Linked DNA regions of Sus scrofa: region 1 is linked to region 2. The links are chromatin contacts, called in public HiChIP or PLAC-seq maps. All regions are on one chromosome and are shown on one strand. Each heading gives the region's core, a stretch centred on a gene start, on an enhancer-like site or on the middle of the called end of the contact. The rest is flanking DNA. Distances are from core to core; before and after follow the strand shown. Region 1 overlaps KCNQ5 (potassium voltage-gated channel subfamily KQT member 5). Region 2 overlaps KCNQ5 (potassium voltage-gated channel subfamily KQT member 5).

Evidence for each region. HiChIP or PLAC-seq counts read pairs in DNA pulled down with a chosen protein or histone mark.
Region 1: a contact with region 2 is called in an H3K27ac HiChIP or PLAC-seq map of skeletal muscle. The contact joins two enhancer-like sites. A contact is called at or near these places in 3 of 47 Hi-C or Micro-C datasets (psoas muscle and skeletal muscle) and 1 of 2 datasets of contacts at active chromatin or transcription factors (skeletal muscle).

What each region holds. Positions count from the first base shown.
Region 1 is chr1:52,654,810-52,657,576 of Sscrofa11.1, reverse strand. The region is part of intron 1 of KCNQ5 (potassium voltage-gated channel subfamily KQT member 5); the gene reads right to left. Among named protein-coding and RNA genes, the nearest start is that of KCNQ5, 220 kb to the right of the region's middle. Within about 2 kb of position 1,431, at least 1 of the 83 cell types and tissues checked has an H3K27ac peak or open chromatin away from gene starts, as enhancers often do. A contact at or near this core is called in skeletal muscle, where this site is marked.
Region 2 is chr1:52,541,278-52,544,085 of Sscrofa11.1, reverse strand. All of the region lies in intron 1 of KCNQ5 (potassium voltage-gated channel subfamily KQT member 5), which reads right to left. Among named protein-coding and RNA genes, the nearest start is that of KCNQ5, 110 kb to the right of the region's middle. Within about 2 kb of position 1,470, at least 5 of the 83 cell types and tissues checked have an H3K27ac peak or open chromatin away from gene starts, as enhancers often do. A contact at or near this core is called in skeletal muscle, where this site is marked.

The DNA.
Region 1 (2,767 bases), core at 182-2,681, 110 kb before region 2:
TGGTCTGACTGAAATGTGGTTTGGAGGCCTATCTGTGTGTCTTGTTTTTTGTTTTCGTTTTTTTTTTTGAATTTATTTATTTATTTTTTATTAAAGTATAGTTGATTTACAATGTGGTGCCAATTTCTGCTGTACAGCAAAGTGACCCAGTCATGTATATATGCATATACACATTCCCTTTCTTATATTATCTTCCATCACAATCTATCCCAAGAAACTGGATATAATTCCCTGTGCTATACAGTTGGACCTCATTGCTCATCCATTCCAAATGTGATAGTTTACATCTACATATTGGTATCATCTTTTTTGGCTCTTTTTTTAAATAGATGAGACTAAGATCCTCCTAGAAGAGGCCCAAGGAGGAGGTTAATGAAACAAAGTGGAGGAAGGAGTAATGCCATGGTGGGGAAGCACTTAGGCAGCATTACAAGGCTGCAGATGTTTGTAAAAGTTTGCAAAAGTTTGTAAATGTGCAAAACGTCCTGACTGTCATTTTATACCATGTGACGTTGTGCCAAGTTAGCCAACTTATCTGAGTCCTAGTACTCTGACTTAACGAAACAAGGTTAAAGACAGCTATTTTGAAGCACCATTGAAATAATTAATTAAGATGATGTTGCATAAAGCTCCCAGGATATAGTATATGTTCAGTAAAATGTTTGTTATCATCAGTCTTCCGGGGAGTTGACACTGGCAATATGGTCTCAGGTAAAGGAGTGGATAACTGGGTTTAGATCTTCAATTCATAATTTTTGTTTGGTTCCCATGGTTAGAAACCCTAGCTTTCATTCTTTCACTTAAAATGTGCTTTTTCCATTCACACACACAGAAGAGCTGTATACAGCAGCCCGTCTCTGTAGAAAAACAGCCTTTCTTTTTCTATTGCCCCATCTTAAAGATTCTGGAGACTTCAAAACTCCCCACAGTCAGGGAGTTAATGACTGCTCCAGACTGATATGATGACTTGGAATCCTCCTGGATGAGGGTACATATGCTTAAAATACATTATTAGTAATCTCCAGTTGTCAGTTATAAAGTATGTAGCCAAAAACTAAGTAAATGATATGTCCTAATTTCAACATACTCTTGGCTTTGGGATTGGGGCCATGTTTTCATGACAGGTCTCCAGCTGGTATCCCAGTAGTGCTGGTTTTCTGGATGGGAAAACATCCTGTCCAGGATCCCTTATGATCAAAAGAACTCAGCATGGGGATTAGCCTGTCAAAGAGATAATGCACTGTATCTTACATGGAGTAAGGTTGTGACAGGACCATTGTGTGACCCTGAAACAGGTTCAGGATTTTGTAGTCAATCTACTAATTCCACTTGATCCCTTTAATTATGGTGGATGAGGAATAGTATATCTATGAGATAGCCTGCCTATTATTTTTCTGTATTTTGTCCAAGACTGTTCTTCAGTATCCCTTTACATGATGACTTTTAGACAGATCTTGCACTTGAACAACAGAGGAGTCTGTACACAGGAAGGAGAGTGACAACATGGTGCCATGAACGAACTTGAGATTCAGAACCAGAGCATTTGGGATTCAGTCCAGGTTTGCACAGACAACTTGTGAGTTTCAACGTAAAGGCACTTCACTACTTTAGCTTTCAGGTTCCTCAGCTACAAAGAAAGGGTTATGAGGTTCACCTCCAAAGATGCTGTAAGGATTTCACAAAGGAGAATAAGAAAGGTAATGGAGACCCTAAAGGTAGAAGCAATGTGTTTCCTGGATCAAAGGCATGACACATTCTCATGAGTGGTTCTCCAAAGAGCTGACACTTTATTAGCTGCTAACTGAAATAATGGTCAAATATTGATTCAGGTGTGGAAAAGCTCTGTGTAACTCTTAGTACCGTATTTTTTCCATTTACATGGAATACATGTCAGATCCTTTCACTGAAGGTATCAAAAATCTGAAACAGAAAAAAAATCAAAACTAGAATTTTACCATTCAAAATTTATAAAAATAAATAAATGAAAAATAAATCTAAGTAATTAAATTTTCAAATGAGGTTTTCTGCAGCATTTATATTTCTAAGTTAGTTATGCCTAAAACTTCACAAAGACGTTTGGGACTCTGTGTGTATGTGTAGCTAAATTATGTATAGGTATAGTTATTATTATTGATAGAAAGCTTTGGCTACTGCTAGCATTTAATGTTTAATAAATGTTACCTTGTGAGACTATCGGGTTATTTTTGCAAATAAACAAGCTAACACCTTAGGAAAAAAACAGATAATGAAACAACAAGTGGCTTAACCAAGGTCAGATTCTGACCCGGATTTCTGCAGTGAGCAAACATGCCTTCTGGGGAAAGAGTTTGGTATTCTGGAATTGGCTTTAAGTTACTAAGGCTGCTAAGGGTAATACCTTGTAATTTATTATCTATGTGCACTAAGTAGTTTTGTATTCTGAGTAGGACCGATGGTCTATCACTACTTTATTGATTATAAAAAGTAGCACTGAGAGTGGAGCAGCACTGCAAGCAGCCCCCAGGGGCAGAGGCAAGGCCAGAGTGCTGGCTGCATCTCAAGCAGGTGTCAAGGACAAGGGAAAGGGCACAGGAGTAAGGAAAGTGTAGGTAAAAGTAAAGCACATGGGAGGAGAATGATGTATTGAGATACAAGCATTTACAAACACAGGAGGCAGAATGTGGACCCAGTGTTGACATTTGGGTGACTGACTGTGCTACTTGTGGGGGGAGGCTGCAGCCCTTCTGCAGTGGACGGATACATAGACTGCGGCTCCCAGGTGGCCATC
Region 2 (2,808 bases), core at 221-2,720:
CCGGGAAGTCACATGTGTCTACGTGAACAGATCAAGTCGAACTTTTGCAACCCTTATGAACTTTGAAAACTATTTCTAAGATTATATTAACAGGGCACTTATGTTATGAGGGACGTTTTAAGAGAAATACAAATTCTCTGGTGATCTTTGAATTGCCTTGCATTCATGTTCGAATGACCTATGACTAGAAAGGAAACTGAGGCTCTGTTGGGAGCCAGGCAGGTGTGGGCTGAATGGCAGGGCAAGGGCAGTGGCATGGGGATAAGATGGGGTGTGCGTGTGTGGGGGTGTGTGGCAGTTGGTATTGAGAGGTCCCTGAAATTTTAACCAGATCATAGCCTTCAGAGTTAGGGGAAAATGGAGTTGGGTTTGTCTGCCTCTCTAGCCTCTGCCAGATTTCCTATCCTTTCCCCATGCCCACTCTAGATATTCGCTTCAGCAAATTGTATTTGCTTGAGTTTGGTTTTTTCCTCATTGATCTTCCTGAACTCTGCAGTCTTCCTGAAGAGTTCTTAAATTCTTATTTGAGCTGCACAGGATAAGCCACATTTCCTCTCACTGTGTGGCTTTATAGTGCATGACAACCATAACCACATCTTCTAAGGTATGTTTTCCCATCTGAGAGACTGAGTGTCATTCACCCTTGAGATTCTCTCTTAGAGACTGCCTCTTGAAGGAGGTAAAATCTTGAAGAGTACCATCCTTCCAAATGAGATCCATTACTGGTGATCCATTACTATTAGAAAGGCCACAGAACAGGAAACTTCATGTAATTTTGTGGAACAGAAGACATTAACCTTGGAGAGCCCTCTGAGACCCATTTACCAGGCAACCTTACATTCAAGCTGAAGTCAGCTGAAGTTCAGTTCATTGCCAATTCAACTTCCTTGAACATCCCAACTCCTACCTCCCACCTTTAAGCAAAGGACCAACTCTTCAGTGGCTCTACCCAAACTGCCACCACAGACTCTCTTCCCTAACTTGCAGGGGACCAAGCCCAGCTTCACATTTCCAGCCCTTCTGGAAGCAAGCATGCTCTAAAATTACTCCTGACACAAGGTTCAAAACACTGCTAGCCTTGGGACACAACCTCCTTAATCATGAACAGAATCTCTGACATGACAGAATCCTAGAACAATTCTTAGGTCTCTCTCCCCAAAGATGCCCAATTCTGTCATCAATCCAGTCATAATTAGAGAAAAGGGGGATGGGTTGGACAAGGACACAAGGGCTGATGGGAGTCAGCAGTTAAAATCCCTAGGGTTCTGCTAGAGTCCAAGGTATCAGGTGGAACCACCAATTCACTGAAGCTTTCAGCAAGCAGTTCTGCTTCCTAAAACTTTTCTTTTGTCTGCATAACTGTGCTCAGTAAAGTCTTTCCTCACCCTTAAGTCCTCTACTCAGAATATCACCTCCCTCGTGAGCTGGTAAACACAGTGCACGTTCCAATACATTCCAACTATAACACTGTCATAAAATTCTCCTTGCACTGTGGCTTTCACCAAGCATCTCACGTTAGCCTTCAGCCTTGGAACAGTCCTTGTCAACTCAGATGACCTTGGCAGACTGCTTCATCGTCTCCCAACACAACAGCTGCCCAAGGCAATCTATCATTTGTAGAGAATTTCCAGTTACTCACTAGTAGGGAAGTTTCTCTCAAGACAAATGGATTCTGGCAACAACTCGAGTTTCCTTCTCCTTTCAAATGATTCAGGCTTGGTCCCTCTTGCACCCCTCCCCAAATCCACTTCACTGCAGGACCCTTCATTTCCTAGGATTAGGTTCTCTAGTCACCTAAGAGTTCCAGTGCCTCTAACGGGCAAATAAGAGCCACTCAATAAATATTTGTGAACAGAAGGTAATTGGAATGGAAAAACTAGAGTGGCTCTCTTTGGCTGCAACTCTATCCAAGGAAGAGACTGAAACTTTTTGAGACGGCTATGGGATTACTGTAATAAACATTTGGAAAAACTATTTCTTTGGCAAGTACTTCAATTTCTACGGTGGCCCATGCCTTTCAATCTGGTGAGGCCCGAGCTGAGAACCCAGATAAACTGTGCATAGACCTTCTTTGAGCAACAGAAACTGAGATGATACACTCATATTGTTTTGAGCCACTGCATTTGTGGTAATTTGTTACATGGCAGTAGATAACTGATACAATAGCCTAAACTTATAGTGCTGTAAATATTCTTAAAATACTAGTGTTAATTTTATTTTCTCATTTTATAGATTTACAGTGTATGAAGCTGACTCTGAATGACATCAATTCCTGGGACCATAAAATAGTAGGAGAGCTGCTGTGAGAATTAATAGCTTCTCAGCCTAAGTTCTCGGCTCACTGAACACACCATCTGCAACTCTGCTGCCTTCTCTGATAGAGAAACAAATTATTTAGGGGATTTGATGTTCTTTAAATGTTGTGCTCATAAGAGTGGCATCTATATTATCAGGTCTAAGAAAGAAGAGGTTTTTAAAATGAAATTTAGTGAAGCGCAAAAGCCCAGAGTTGCTGTTATGAAATAAAAGAAGTTCAGAATCCATAGAGACCAAGCAGAGTAAAACCAAACAAGCAGTGAGTGTAAAGGTCATTGACAGAACAGGGTGTGGTGAAATTTAATTTTTCTCTTTCTGTCCTATTTATTAGTCCCATGTAATACATCACAAATGGTGGTTTCCATCCTTCAGATGCAACACACTATTGTCAGCTTTTTTTTTTTTTTTTTTTTGGCTATGCCCATGGCATGCAGGAGTTCCAGGGACTAAATTTTTGCCACAGCAGCAACCTCAGCCACTACAGTTGACAAC